Regions from separate parts of the Mus musculus genome. Here regions 1, 3, 4 and 5 are each linked to region 2. The links are chromatin contacts, called in public HiCAR-type and promoter capture Hi-C maps. All regions are on one chromosome and are shown on one strand. Each heading gives the region's core, a stretch centred on a gene start, on an enhancer-like site or on the middle of the called end of the contact. The rest is flanking DNA. Distances are from core to core; before and after follow the strand shown. Region 1 holds the start of Hhat (hedgehog acyltransferase). Region 2 holds the start of Kcnh1 (potassium voltage-gated channel, subfamily H (eag-related), member 1). Region 3 holds the start of A130010J15Rik (RIKEN cDNA A130010J15 gene). Region 4 holds the start of Syt14 (synaptotagmin XIV). Region 5 holds the start of Sertad4 (SERTA domain containing 4).

Region 1 (2,700 bases), core at 172-2,671, 580 kb after region 2:
TTATTTCTCTGAGGCCCCAAAGTATGGCACCCCTGCCCTTGGGCCACACTGACCTGGGATCACCAGGAGATCTTGCCAACTGCCAACCAGGGCCTTGACCTCACCTTCAGCTGGTGACTCTCCAAGAGAAAGCCAAGTAAAAACCAGGTAAAGCCTTTGTCCCCAAAGAAGGCTCCAAACCCCAGCCCCTAGCATAGACAATTCATTGGTGCTGGTGGCCTTGAAGGGTCTTGGAGAACACAGCTTGTCTTTCTGGGGTGCTGTCAAAACAACACATCCATCAGAACTGTCCTTAGCCAGCACATAAACCATCCTACGGGGAGAGAAATCACAGGGAAGTCGGAACATGAAGAATAGAAGCCAGAAAGAATGGACTTCTAGACCCTGAGTGAAAGCGCACAGCCCTTCAAAGCTTTCCCTGAGCCGCGTCCTGTGGCACTGGAGCAGATGCTCAGCTCTACATAATAGAACACCACACTGAACGGAGCAGACACACTGCATAACGCTGTCAGTCCCCACACGTAGAAGGCCCTGATCTAAAAGCGGCCAATAGCTGTTGAATCTGGGGGAGGAGAGCCTGCATAAAAACTGGTGTCTCCCAGTCTTGCCACTGAACAGATGAGGGAAACTAAGTCCAGAGAGTTTCTGGAAAGCGAAAGAGATCTTTAAACTGAGAACTGGGGCTCGGTGGTTAAACATTTGCTGCACGGGTTTGTTGGCCCAATTTCAACACACACACACACACACACACACCACGAAGAAAACAGAAATCTCTGAGCTGGGCCGGGTGGGGGCGTGGGGAGGGCCTGTAGGCGCCCTTCCTGCAGGGAGCAGCAGGGTTCTCGGTTCCCGGGACTCCGTGCCTTTGTGTCGCCGCCCTCCAGCACGCGGACACGGACACGGGAAGCGGAAACGCTATTGCGTTTCTCCCCCACGTCAGCGGCGAGCCTCCCACGACCTGCTGCGGCACCCCAGCCAGCCCCCTGTCTCCGCGCAGGTTAAGTCGTGGCAGCCTTTGCAACCACAGGCCCCTGCACGGCCGCCAGCTCCACGCGCGCCCGCCGCCAGCCCCCGCGCGCCCTCTGACCCTGCGGGGCCTCACCACCCACGCCCCCTCCTGCTCTCCACGCGCGCCCCCGATGCACGGCTTTTCCCCTGTCTGTCTCGCGCGGGCGAAATCACCTGGATCGCAGTGTGCAGAGCTGGGCGAGCGGGAGAGAAGGCGTCCCTGCACCCCGCCGCGCTGAGCCGCGGCCCGGGAGGGACTCGCGAGCACAGCGCGGGTCAGAGGCCGCGGGGGTGAGCGCCTGGCCTGAGATGTTGTGCCCGGGTTCCCGAACGCAGGATTGGCCAGGGCTCTGTACATTTACTGGAGCCGAATCATTACACAGGGTCCCACCAGAACCTCAGGCTCCAGGATTCTTCCGGTCCCCAAAGGAATGAGTCTGGGGCGGGGGTGTGTACGGCCTGCCCTGCTACAGGAAGATGACTTAGACCAGTGAAGGGCAGACTAAATAGAGCTGGAGAAATCTCTGCAAAACCGACTTTAAAATCATCTTCACTTCCACCTTCCCCAGCACCAACTAAAACAGCCGGACCAGGAGTGCCAGGTTGCCCAAAATAAAAACACAGGGTGCCAAGTTAATACTTTCTTGGTATCATATGGCCTTTGTTGTTTGGAAGACGTAATATACTTTCTAACAGTTCCTGGGGGTTGGAGAGATGTGGCTCAGTGAGTAAGGGTTTGCTATGCAAGTGTTAGGATCTGAGTTTAATCCCCACACTGAAGTAAAGAGCCAGGCATGGCTGGTGTGCCTGTAGCCCCGTCATTGAAGGTAGAGACTCTATCGAACCCCTAGATCCTGACCAGCTGCCTTAGTCTAAACAGGAAGCCTCCAATTAGAGGCTAATGCAGACCCTGCACCACAAAAATGAGGTGAGGCAAGAGGAAGATGTGGAAGCCTTGCTCTGGCCTCTTCAGGAGAGCACCCAACATGCATACAACATATATGTCTTGTATATTTGTAATAACAGTGTGCCTTGGTACCTGACAAGTCTGGTCACTGTAATAAAGCCCAGGGTTTGGCCCAGAAGGTGCCAAAGTGTTAGCTCTGCTCTGGGACAGTCAGAAGAGGTGGTCCTCTTCTGTGTCAGGTTCTAAATGGCCTGTTACTGTGGGTTCAATGCCATTTAAGTCTAACTCTTTTCTACATGTGCACAGTGCTCATTTGAAGACATAAAATAAAGTCAGGTTTGGCTAATGTAAATCAGAAACATCTGTGTAAGAGAAAATACTCCAGGCTTGTGACCCAGCTATACAGCCAAGACAGGAGGATCCGAAGTTCAAAACCAGGGCTACAGAGTGATTTTGACAAACTGTCTCAAAATGTAAAAGTAAGCATTGGCAGAGGAGACACAGCTCAGTGGTGGAGCCTTGCCTCACATGCAGAACACCCACAATACCAAAGCCCAAAGCAAGACTAAGCAATGAGCTGAAGAACGTGCCGGCGGGGAATATTCCAAGTGGTACTTCTTAGTACACGTGGATTTAAAACAGTTGATGGAAACATCAGAATCCAGTTGCACGTAGACAAGAGACTTGAGTGTGGGAGTGTATTTTGACAAAATTATCTTATATTCTAAGAGACTGGAAGCTTTGCTGGGCTTCTCGGGTGAAGTTAATAATATACATTGAGGTCA
Region 2 (2,700 bases), core at 66-2,565:
ACAGATTTTGTGAGTTTGAGTGTTTTGCCTGCATGTTTGTACGTGTACTATGCACATGCTTGGTGCCTGAAGAAGTCAGACTAGGGCATCAAATGGTCTGGAACTGAAATTTCAGATGGCTTTGGCCTACTGTGAACTAAACGCAGGTCTCCTGCAAGAGTGCTCTCAGGTGCTGAGCCATCTTTGCAGACCTCCCGCACAGAACTTTAAAGTCAGGATCCCCCCCCCCCCCCCCCCGTCTATTCTCCGCAGTGCTCGACCACTCAGAGAATGCCTGGAAGGAATTGGCTCTGCTTCTGAGATTAAAAAATTGAGACAGTGTGTCTTTGCGAACCATTAAGGTGTTTCCGGAGGTGAGCCCCGGCGTCACGGGCTTCAGCGGCGGGTTTATCTTTGCATTTTATTTTGAATCTTTGTCCAGTTGGAAACTAACCAGTCAAGTAGCAATGCATCCTTCTGTGGGCATTGTCTCAGTCCCCCGCCACACGCACAGCACAACGACAGGTACACATTATGTGCAGTTGGAACACCCCCTCTTCCTTCAGTGAACAAGAGGTCCAAGTCATTTCTACCTGCTGTGAAGCCGCACCTGCTTCACCTGTGCCTTGTGGATGCTTCTCCAAGCCACAGCTATGGCTGTTTAATTAAAATCTGATGTACTTTTACTTTGGGAAGCTTTCAGAAGTAGCCCTCCTCTTTGATGCTGGACAGCCAGTTCCCGTTTTTTGTTTTTTTTTTTGTTTTTTTCACCTTACACACAAATCTTAAGAGATTGTACTGTAGCTGGAAACCCCGATGTGCCAACTCATGTTTTGTTGTTTTTCTTTTTTGGTAAAATGATTGCTCTGTAAGAGAAGACGCCAAACAGGTGAAAGCCATTTATCAACTGAGGAGGCTGCAGGCACATTGATGGTAAAGACAAACCAAAACGGCTCCTGGGAGCTGAATCTGGCAGTCACTCTGTAAGTTGTTGCCCTTAGACACTTGGTTGGTTAATTCTGGGGAAGCTGGATAGACATGCAGCTCATGCTGTTTGCAGAGCCTGAAGGTTCTGACTCCGATCTGACACCGCGTAAAGAAAGAGTCTTCTTGTGACCTTTTCGGGTGTGTGTGTGTATGTGACTTTACCAATAAAGCTGCTCACCGTGCTCTGCACACCCCAGGCACACTCTGGATAACACTTCCCGCTGCACCCAGAGGGTGCCGCTCCGGTTCCAGCCTCACCCCGTGGCTCTTGGTTACGGCTGTGTCCCCGAGGGATGCGCGCACGGTAGGGGGCGCCCTGGACCGGCTGGCTCCCTCCGCCCACGGGAGGCGGCCGCGGCGCACCGAGCCCGGGGCACTCGAGCGCACACCCGGGCGGGCCGCAGCGGGGAGGTGCGGAGCGCAGCGAGGGCGGCAGCGGGAGCCAGCCGCCGCCCCTGCGCTCCGGGGCTGCGGAGCGCATGGGGCGCGTGGAGCCAGGAACGCTTGCGGGCTGCGCACCCGGCCGCCTGCTGCGGTGAGACACGGCGCCGGACGCCCCCAGAGTCCGGCAGTCGGGAGGATGACCATGGCTGGCGGCCGGCGGGGACTAGTGGCCCCGCAGAACACGTTTCTGGAGAACATCGTGCGGCGGTCCAACGGTAAGAACTGCCTTTGGATTTCTGTCGCCCAGGTGGGTTTTGATTTTTTTTTTTTTTTTTTTTTTTTCTGAGTGCGGTGATTGCAGACGCCTCCCGCCTGGTGCCAACAGATGCGGGGGCATCCCGGAGCTCCGCTCACCAGCTTCTCTTGCCTGCGGGCCTGGGAGGTGGGCAGGGCTGGAGGGGGTCTAGTGTGCCCCATCTCTGGAGGAGAGATCTCTAGCCTACGCCTTTGGGGCCTTTTCCCGCGCCCTCCCGCTGTCCTCTCCAGGAAAGCCTGGCATTTGGTGAGAAAAGTCATGCGAAAAGTGGCTGCAGGCTGGCCACCTTCAAGCACTGCGCTCCTGATGCGCACTGGCCGCCTCCCCGCGGAGGCTCCCCGGGAGTCCTGAGGAGCAGGGAGGCCAGAGGTAGCAGCAGAGCTGGGCTACTGGTCCTGGCCCTGTTCGGGTGCAGGGACGTTGCCAACTCCACCTTCCATCCCTTAAGCAGGAAAGTCTGACCAGAAGAAACCCTTTGGCAGGGCTGTCTTATGCACCCTCGCCAACCAGCTAGAGCAAATGGCTCACGAAGGTCCGATGGTTTTTCTGGACTCAGCCGGGGAAACAGAGGGAACTAAGTGGTCCCGGGTACAAATTTGGCATCTATTGTCTCTTTTAAACCCTCCCAATCTTGTCCTCCATCACAAGCCGATTCATTACCCAAGAAACCTGTGCACAAGCACGAGGTTTTTGTAGCTGGGAGGAGAGAGTCCTACTATGACTGATGGAAGGGGAATAATTTTCGACACCTTTTTACTCAGAGATTGCAGTTTCCTATGGTTTATTAGCATGAAGCCCAGAAGGCGAAAAGTCCTCAGAGTAGCGATCCAAAGGGAGCTATCCAAACCTTTCCGACCCACAGCTTGCACATACAGTCCTGGAGATGGGGAGTTGCTGCATACACCTGTTCACCAGGCTACCCAATTCTGAGATCCCCCTAGCAGACTTCTGGGCCCCTCTCCTTCCAGAAGCAGGCGACTCTCTCCGTTGGAGAGGCTGTGGGGACCTAACTCAAGAGCTGGGTTTTGCCAGTG
Region 3 (2,700 bases), core at 167-2,666, 980 kb after region 2:
TGGTCCTTTTTGGTATGAAGGTACCAGCATAGCACCACTGTAAAACCTCCAGTCTGGGTCTCCATTTTGCTGCCCATAACTTGGGGCCATTTGTCCAGGCTAGAGTTTTCTTAAGATTTCCTTCACAGAAGATATAGGCAAATTCCTTATGTCAACATTTGACCTTCCTATCTGCTGTAAGACTTCTCTGGAGAAAGGAACAAGGCACTTTCTAAGGTCCTAATGGCAGATGAGGGTACAGTTCCACCGAAGTTCAATCTGGGGTACCAAGGAGTCCATTAGGTTTACTTACAAAGCAGTGGGTCAGAGGTTATGGTCAGGGGCATGGGTGGCCTTGAAGCGGCCAGTAAGGATGTTAACTCACCTTTGGCTTCCTAGATGGTGTTCCCCTCCTTAGTTTTGCCCATCCTCCTTGAGGTATAGATAACTCCTTGAGGTATCATTCAATTAGGGTAGACTCTAACCTCAGAACTTCCGAGGCTGAGGCAGGAGGATTGTCATGTTTGAGGAATACATAGCAAGACATTGTCTCAACAAACAAATCCCCACCACAACAGTGTGGCTGTAGAGATGAGACCTGCTTTTTCTCCCAAAGATTTGAATTCCGTTCCCAAAGCCCGTGTTAGGCAGCTCACAATATTTTTAACTTATTCAGCTCCAGGTGACCCTACTCCCTTTTCTGGCTTCCTGGGCACCTGCACAAACTTATGAATGGAAATAAAAATCAATCTTTTAAAATAAGATGATCAGCAAACTGGACTCTCGGGCTTTGAGCTCCATGAAGAAGGTACAATGCAGTACCTCGGCACACTGAGAGTGAATACTCAGGCTGCAGACATACAGTTAGTAGTGTTTGGCACGCGTGAATTCCAGAGCTCAATCCCCAACGCGGCATAAACCAGAGAACGAGAAGTCCCGTTCCGGGCCAGCCCCTGCAACACATAGTACAACAGTACTGGCTCAGCAGTTAATGGCACTTGCTCAGCAGGCTGGCTTCCTGAGTTCAGTACCTCGGACCCTCTTACAAGGTGGAAGCGAGAGCTGACAGGGCGCCATTGTGCACGCCCACACAATAAGGCGATTTTTAAAAAAGGAGTGAATATGCATGGCCTTGGCATACCTGTCAAGTTCAGAATTTAGGTACATTAAAAAAATAATAATACAAAATAAAGCTTTACAGCATTGCCCACAGGAGAGGTGTCCCTTATTCCGCGGACTGACAACTGGCGGTCCCAGCGGCTTCTCCCCCACTTCCACTTCCGCCTCGCAAGGCCCGCCCGCAGGGGCTCTACCGGAAGGGGCGGGTCTAAGGTGGCTTTACCTCCCACTCCGTCCGCAGCCTCTTCAAAGGTTCTGGCTTGCGTTTGCTTTTCAAATGACGTCACGGAAAGGCGGAGTAAGCCAGTGCGCATGCACGTCAGGCTGTCTTTCCCTGGGCTTCTGCACACACTGTCGGGTTTTCACAGTACCGAGTGTGGGGCGTGGGAGGGCACTACGCCGCTGGCGGGCAGGCGGAAGGGCTTCCTGCGCCCCCGAACCTGCGGCGGAAATGCTAGCCGAGTGTCTTGAGGCAGAGCGCTTCCTTTTGTAACTAGTCTACCACCGCGTAGGCACGTGTGGGTAGGTGTGGCGGTGGGAGCGTGCCTTCCTAGAAGGGAAGAGGGTCCAGCAAGTGTTAAACTGGCTCGTGCCCCAGTTCTAGCGGCTTCTCTTACCTGAGTGTCGCAGGGTGAGGCGGTGATTACTCCGCGTTGTAGCTTATGCTGGTTTGATCAGGCTGCTGTGAGCGCTCTGTGGAGATCTGTCTGAGGAGCTGGCAATGGAGAGCTTACAGGCGCTGAAGTTTAGAGCCCAGAGTTCTGTCCCAGTTGGACAGTTTTGGGAGAAGTGGTAACTTTTGCTGTAAGGTTTGAATCCCAGAGCATAAATTGCACCAGGTAAAAGTTAGAATCGAAGCCAGAGACAATGTAAATGTGACTAGAAGGACGATTTCGTAAACTTAAGTCTGCCAGAGAAATGGGGTGCAGCATTGGTGACCCCATCTTGACAGTATTAACGATTTCCCCCTACCATATTGTTTCTAGGATCTTTCTCAAGTGCTGGGAGCTGAACTGTGTGTGGCCCAGGGAAAGGAACTGTGGCTAGCTAAGGAGGCCATATGTCATGTAACTTCCAGATCTTATGTCAACACCAAGCCCTCAGCTGCTGGTGGCAGCTGCTCAGCAGACTCTGGGCATGGGCAAGAGAAAATGCCCACCTCGAGCTACCTGCCTTCACCTGGCAGGAGAGGTGCTGGCTGTGGCCCGCGGGCTGAAGCCAGCTGTACTCTATGATTGCAACTCTGCAGGAGTATTGGCGCTCCAAAGTTATCTGGAGGAACTACAGGGGCTGGGCTTCCTGGAGCCAGGACTTCACATTCTTGAGATTGGAGAGAATAACTTTATTGTCAGTCCTGAGTATGCCTGTCAGCATTTGGAACAGACACTGCTTGGTACTGTAGCTTTCGTGGACGTTTCCCGCTCCCAACCTCATCCTTCTGTCCGGTCGGTGGACCAGCTCCCGGACTTGAAATCTCTCATAGCTGACGTCATCACACGTTTTCGAGGACTTAAGAAAGATGTGTCTCAGGGAGTCTCCTACACCAGGCTACATTCCTCAGACTGGAATCTCTGCACTGTATTTGGGATACTCCTGGGATAT
Region 4 (2,700 bases), core at 34-2,533, 840 kb after region 2:
TAATTCTGGAGTTTGGTGGCTGGATCCTAAAGAAGCCCCCAGGCGTGTATACTAACAGAGACCAGTCACCTAAGGGAATTACTGTGCGAGGGGGAACACATTAAATGTAGGCAAGTAATGATTCAGCTACAGGTACTCTGTACAGGTCACGCAGGGAAGTTTTGGAAATCCTTTTTTTTGTACTGAGCTCATCTAAAATGGAAAACAAGATGCTGTAAGCATCACACCTGTGTGATACTAACTGCACAATATGCTCCTTAAAAGCAAGGCAAATTCCACTCCACTCCAACTCCATGCTCTCAGAATAAGAGGAAAATACACATCGGTACCACTTACCTTACCCAATTCGAATCAAGCTACTTGTGAAACATTTCTGTTGCCAATCTTCTGGGTGCGTTTGTCATAAATAGGCATTTGCCTCTCCCCGGAAAAAAGCAATTGTGAGGGTCAGATAAGAGGGTTGACCTCACGAAGATGTCCTGGCCCCCCTATACCCGTCAACCGAAGGGGACAGCGTGGTTATCATCGGCCCAGAAAGCCCGACAGGAGCAGCAGGATGAGCGGATCCCACAAGGGCAGCCTCCCGCTGCCGAACAGCACGGCGCTTCTCAATACCTCAGAGCCTCATTCACCTCAGCATCTCGGTATCTCAGCGCCCTAGTACCTGAGCATCTCACTCAGTACCTCAGCGCCTTAGTAACTGAGTCTCCTCAGTGCCTCAGAACCTCAGCGCCTCATTTACCTCAGAGACTCAGCACCTCAGTGTCTAAGTACCTAAGTCTCCTCTGTGCCTCAGAACCTCAGCGCCTCATTATCACCTCAGAGACTGAGCGAGTTGGCGTCTAAGTACCTCAGCGCCTTAGTACCTGAGCATCTCACTCAGTACTTCAGAGCCTTAGTACCTGAGCATCTCACTCAGTACTTCAGAGCCTTAGTGCCTGAGCATCTCACTCGGTACCTCAGCGCCCAAAGTGTGTAGGCCAGTGCTCGCGAGGGCCGCACGCCGCGCCTAGGCCGGTGTCCCGCATTAGCTTCCCTTACAGTCCGGACCCGCAACCCGCACCTCGGCCTCCTGGGCCCTGCGCTCGCTCGCGGGGCGTCTTCTCCGCGCATCGCTTGCCTTCCACTTACCTTCGATCGCCATGATGCGCTCGCCATGGACCGCACCAACCACGCAGGGAGAGCGGGGGTAAGTGCTGGAGCTTGCTCTTCTTAGGCCTCGGGCCAGAGGGGCGGGAACGCCCCGGGGCCAGGCAGCTGGGCCTCCAGGAGCTGGGGCGGGGCGGCGGGGTGGGGTCGAAGCTCCGGAGCAGGCGGCGCAGGAAGCGGAACCTTCCACGGTCGCGCACCGTCGGCACGTGACACCGCCCCGCCCCCGGCCCCTCTAGGCCCCGCCCCTCGCAACAACTATAGTTTGGCCCACAACCTCGACTTAACCCATTCCCATCTACCTTCCCAGGCCCCGCCCCCGAAATATCCACAACCCCGCCTACCACCCTGACCCGCCACGCCCGCCTCTTGCTGGCCACGCCCTCACCTCCCCCAACCCCCTCTCCCCCAGCCAGTGCAGGGTCTCAGGCGGGCGTTCCCAACAGGTGCAGACAGAGCAGAGAGCAGCCTCAGCAGCCAGCCTTCACCAGGCTTCCAGAGCGGCTGGACAAGCGGTCAGGACCACGGACAGGTCTCCGCACCCAGGAGGTGCCAGATTCCCTCTCAGCGAAGATCTATTCAGTTTGGTTTGGTTTGCCTGAACACTCACCTCAGATTTCAGCCAGCCAGTAGAGACAGCTTCGTGGCACAGCAAACCAGAAAGAGGGATCGTGAGGATAGTCTCTGTCTCTCCCTCCTTCCCTCTCTCTCTTCAGCCTCATTTCTAATGTGACCCAACTCCACAGGAGCCTGATGCCTCCTTGGAGGAACGAGTTCCCCATTTGTCTATGCATTGCAAGCACACATTTGAAGCCACACAATTGTAGGTGTTGCACAGACGTCTTGACAAAGGGCCTGAAATGCATGTCATGTACCCATTTTTAAGTTTGCAAGCCCTTGAGCATGTGAACACCCAAAAGCCAACCCCGAGCAAACTAGCTACCTAATCAGCCCCTCTCCACTGTTTATCCCGCTTCGTTTGGGTACTTTAAAGGCCGGATGGAGGAGCCTAGAAGGATAGGGGATTAGTGATTCTTCCTTGTGGAGAAGATGGTCACTCCTAGAACAGGTGGCTATATTAAGGACAGAAACAAAGAAGAAAATATTTTCCACTTATTATGTGAGGTTGGACTGTAATCTAGAGCAGAAACTGCCTTTCATTGCTTTTATATAACTTCTCCCTCAGTCGATTGATGCTCAATAGGCATCGATTCTTTAACATTTTTTTTCTACATTTGCTTATTTATTGGGGCAGGACCTTCGTGTGAAGGTTAAAAGACAGTTTGCAGAAGTTTGTTCTCATCACCATATGACCTCCAGGGATCAAAATCAGGTTGTCAGCCAGGCTTGGTAGCAAACATCTTTACCTTCTGAGACTTTTCCCTGACCCTGTTCTTTAATGTTTTGACTAGTCCAGTGAATATCTGTTGATCTAGGCATCATATAGAGAACTGGCTGCAGGGGTAGAGGAGATGGATCAGTTGATAAAGTGCTTGTTGCACAAGCATGAGAGCTTGAGCTCAATCCACACCTTTTTTTTTTTTTAAGTAG
Region 5 (2,700 bases), core at 114-2,613, 660 kb after region 2:
GTTTTTTTTTCAGGTCCTTGTGGTGCCCCGGGAAGTGCAATGGCCAGCTGCAGTCCCAGGAGGCTAAGAGTTCTCTGTCGGTGTTGGGGGTTGGGAATGCAGGTGTGTGTGTGTGGGGGGGGGGACGGACACGACTAAGGAGGTCAGAGGTTTCCCACTGGGAGCTTTGGGGTTAGCATTCTCAGTCCAGGCCCTAGGAGGGGTACAGGGGTGTGACGGGTCCCTTATCCAGGGTCTCAAACAGACGCACCCTGGAGACTGGTATCACTGCCCTTAAGCCCTTTTCTGGACCGAGGGCACCGTCCGGCTAGCCGCTGGCCGCAGGGAAAAGTAAACAGCCCAAGTGTCTGGGAACAAAGGCAAGTTGTCTTCCAAGGTGCTGGAGCCCAGTGCCTCTCCTGAAGAATAAGGGCTATCATTATTCGCTCTTTCTAAAAACCAAGTTTCCTTCTATGGGAAATACACGCCAAGGTGGGATTCCAAGGCTATGACTCACAGCGGCTGGCGGGGCCACACTCCAGCCCGCAGCTGCCCTGGTCCTTCGCCGAGCTGCTGCCGCCCGCGCGGTACGCGCCGCTGGAGCTAGGGGTGGACCTTGGTGCCCCGCTCCTGCGGCCCGGCACTCGGGAAAGTTGCGGGGCCGAGGAGACTGCTAGAGGCGGGGGCGTGGGCCTGGCAGCCCGCGGGGAGGTGAGCCGAGGACAGCGCCGCCCGCAGCCAGGAGCAGGGGCGGGCGCGGAGGTGGCGGGGGACACAAGGTGTCAGCTCCGGCAGCGGCGCCTTGTTCCGCGGAACGCGCATCCCTGCGCCCCGCAGGCCCTCCTCCCTACCCTCTTGGCCCCAGGCCGACCCTCCTGCTACCCGGGGAAACCCGACTCGCCGCCACGGGGTCTTCGCCCACCGCCCGGGTCGCCTCGTGCGCGCCGCAGCTCCCGGGAAGGGCGCGCGACCCCGGAGAGCGCGCGCCGCCCCCGCGCCCCGCTGTGTCCAGCTGCGCCCTAGCCCCACGCGCGACCCTCCCCGCCCCCGCGCGCCCTGGGGTCACGGCTCTTACCGCGCGCCCCGCGCTCCAGCCGCCGCCGTCCTCCGCGCGGCCGCCGCTGCCCACGCGCCTCCCGGGCCCAGTCGGCGTGGCCGGGTACGCGGCGGCCGAGGTCCCCGCAGGTCCCGCCGCCGCCGCCGCAGACGGTTATGGAAATGAGCCGATGTGTCTGGCGAGGAGCGCGAGAAACCCGTCAATCCTGTTTGCCATTTCCCCGCGGATTTCCGAGCCTGGCTCTGCTGGATGCCCCCGGGGCGAGAGGGAACCTGACAAGCGCGCTCCCCGCCTCCCTCCGCTCTGCCAGATCGCGGGGCGCCGCGCCCCCGCCCGCCCTGCCTCCGCCCCCGCTCCGCCTCCGCCCTCGGGGCCGCGCGGGCCGCTCCCGCCCGCAGCCCGGACCCCACGCGCGCAGCCCGCGGGAGGCAGGGGCTGCAACGCACGAAGCGTTCATCGCAACCTGCCCAGACGTCTTGTCTATTTTTTAGATTTTGCTTTAGTTTTCTTATTGTGTGTGCGTGTGATTTGAAAAAAAAAATCTGTGCCTTTCCCACCCCTTACTAAAGACTTTCTTCCCCTCTGTACAGCACACGGAGATGAGAAACAGATGTCAGAGCTGGACTGAGCCTTTGCGCTCCCCCGCCCGCTCGATCCCTTCCCCAGCAGCCTGGGTGTAACAAGGCAGCACTCATCCTGCGGCCACGTGAACTGGCAGCTACTGGGTGCGGATCCCCGTGGGGGAAACCTACAAGAAAAACAAACAGACAAACAAACAAAAACTAATAAAGAAGCTTGCCCTTGGTGGAAAGGCTGTGACAGGAGCTCAAGTCATTTTATTTTATAAATAGTGATTTCCCCCCCCTCTTCTTGTAGTGGATTCTATTGGAGTTAGTTTTTGTGTGGATTTTTATTGTTTTGTTTTTGAGACTGGGTCTCACTGTGTAGACCAGGCTGGACTTGAACTTTTAGAGATCCGTATGTCTCTGTCTACCAAGTGCCACCAAGCATGGCTGGGTTTTTCTTTAAAAGCAAAACAAACAAACCGCAAACACATTGATTCATAACTGCTGTCTGGGTCCCTCTGTCATGAAGAGGTCACTTCTGGTGCAAAGAAGGAAGAGGTTTAGAGAGGTAGACCGTAACAAAGCGCGGGTGGGGGAAGGGAGGCACCTGTGCAAAGTGTTAAGAACTGCTACTATGCCAGATGCGCTGAATGTGACACAGTTCTTTATAGCAGTGATCCTCCCGCCTGCAAGATCCAGGCCTCTGACTGCCTGGTCGCTGCGAATCCAGGAGGCGCACAGACTGCAAACCAGGGGGAGAGGATCAGCGCCTGCAGATTGAGCTCCATCTGATTTGCATGTTTATTTCCTAGAATTGTAATTAAATTTGTGTAATAAATGTTTTCCATTTCATTTGTACACTCAAAATTTGGGTGACTGACATGCAGCTAAGTGAATTTCCTTTTTTTTATTTTATGAAGTAAATGTGCCTTATTCAATAAAGTAGCAAATATTAACCATCGTCAGGACTAATCTATTTAGAAAGTGTTTCTATTGAACTCTGTGCATCAAAGACACAAAAATTCTTAGGGTATCAGGACACCAAGAGAACAATGCTGAAAACAGGAGGCCGTGGCCAGCATATTTCAGTTTTTCCAA

The links. Promoter capture Hi-C pulls out the DNA fragments that hold promoters and counts their contacts. HiCAR-type assays count read pairs that join an accessible place to other places.
Region 1: a promoter capture Hi-C map of stem cell-derived epiblast-like cells shows a contact between it and region 2, with 9 times the contacts expected there. The contact joins the promoter of Hhat here to the promoter of Kcnh1 in region 2. A contact is called at or near these places in 21 of 39 promoter capture datasets (the 3T3-L1 cell line, 3T3-L1-derived adipocytes, the HPC-7 cell line and 13 more), 2 of 484 Hi-C or Micro-C datasets (B cells and the HPC-7 cell line), 1 of 115 datasets of contacts at active chromatin or transcription factors (embryonic forebrain) and 1 of 9 other capture datasets (pancreatic islet).
Region 3: a contact with region 2 is called in a HiCAR-type map of astrocytes, with 2.5 times the contacts expected there. The contact joins the promoter of A130010J15Rik here to the promoter of Kcnh1 in region 2. A contact is called at or near these places in 7 of 39 promoter capture datasets (the 3T3-L1 cell line, embryonic stem cells, hippocampal neurons and 3 more), 1 of 115 datasets of contacts at active chromatin or transcription factors (astrocytes) and 1 of 9 other capture datasets (embryonic stem cells).
Region 4: a promoter capture Hi-C map of the HPC-7 cell line shows a contact between it and region 2, with 13 times the contacts expected there. The contact joins the promoter of Syt14 here to the promoter of Kcnh1 in region 2. A contact is called at or near these places in 15 of 39 promoter capture datasets (the 3T3-L1 cell line, 3T3-L1-derived adipocytes, the HPC-7 cell line and 10 more) and 2 of 115 datasets of contacts at active chromatin or transcription factors (astrocytes and embryonic stem cells).
Region 5: a promoter capture Hi-C map of liver shows a contact between it and region 2, with 6 times the contacts expected there. The contact joins the promoter of Sertad4 here to the promoter of Kcnh1 in region 2. A contact is called at or near these places in 17 of 39 promoter capture datasets (the 3T3-L1 cell line, the C10 cell line, the HPC-7 cell line and 10 more), 2 of 484 Hi-C or Micro-C datasets (embryonic stem cells and ventral hippocampal neurons), 2 of 115 datasets of contacts at active chromatin or transcription factors (craniofacial prominence and forebrain) and 1 of 9 other capture datasets (embryonic stem cells).

What each region holds. Positions count from the first base shown.
Region 1 is chr1:192,769,798-192,772,497 of GRCm38.p6, forward strand. Hhat (hedgehog acyltransferase) reads right to left here and starts at 1,422. Exons shown (of 12, transcript NM_144881.4): 1 at 1,183-1,422.
Region 2 is chr1:192,189,462-192,192,161 of GRCm38.p6, forward strand. It overlaps Kcnh1 (potassium voltage-gated channel, subfamily H (eag-related), member 1), which reads left to right and starts at 1,316. Exons shown (of 11, transcript NM_001038607.2): 1 at 1,316-1,625. The coding sequence starts at 1,547.
Region 3 is chr1:193,172,161-193,174,860 of GRCm38.p6, forward strand. It overlaps A130010J15Rik (RIKEN cDNA A130010J15 gene), which reads left to right and starts at 1,417. Exons shown (of 2, transcript NM_181048.3): 1 at 1,417-1,620; 2 at 2,085-2,700. The coding sequence starts at 2,182.
Region 4 is chr1:193,034,492-193,037,191 of GRCm38.p6, forward strand. It overlaps Syt14 (synaptotagmin XIV), which reads right to left and starts at 1,284. Exons shown (of 8, transcript NM_181546.3): 1 at 1,132-1,284. The coding sequence starts at 1,144.
Region 5 is chr1:192,854,389-192,857,088 of GRCm38.p6, forward strand. Sertad4 (SERTA domain containing 4) reads right to left here and starts at 1,364. Exons shown (of 4, transcript NM_198247.2): 1 at 1,055-1,364. It overlaps Gm15867 (predicted gene 15867), which reads left to right and starts at 540. Exons shown (of 2, transcript NR_131748.1): 1 at 540-690; 2 at 1,627-2,468.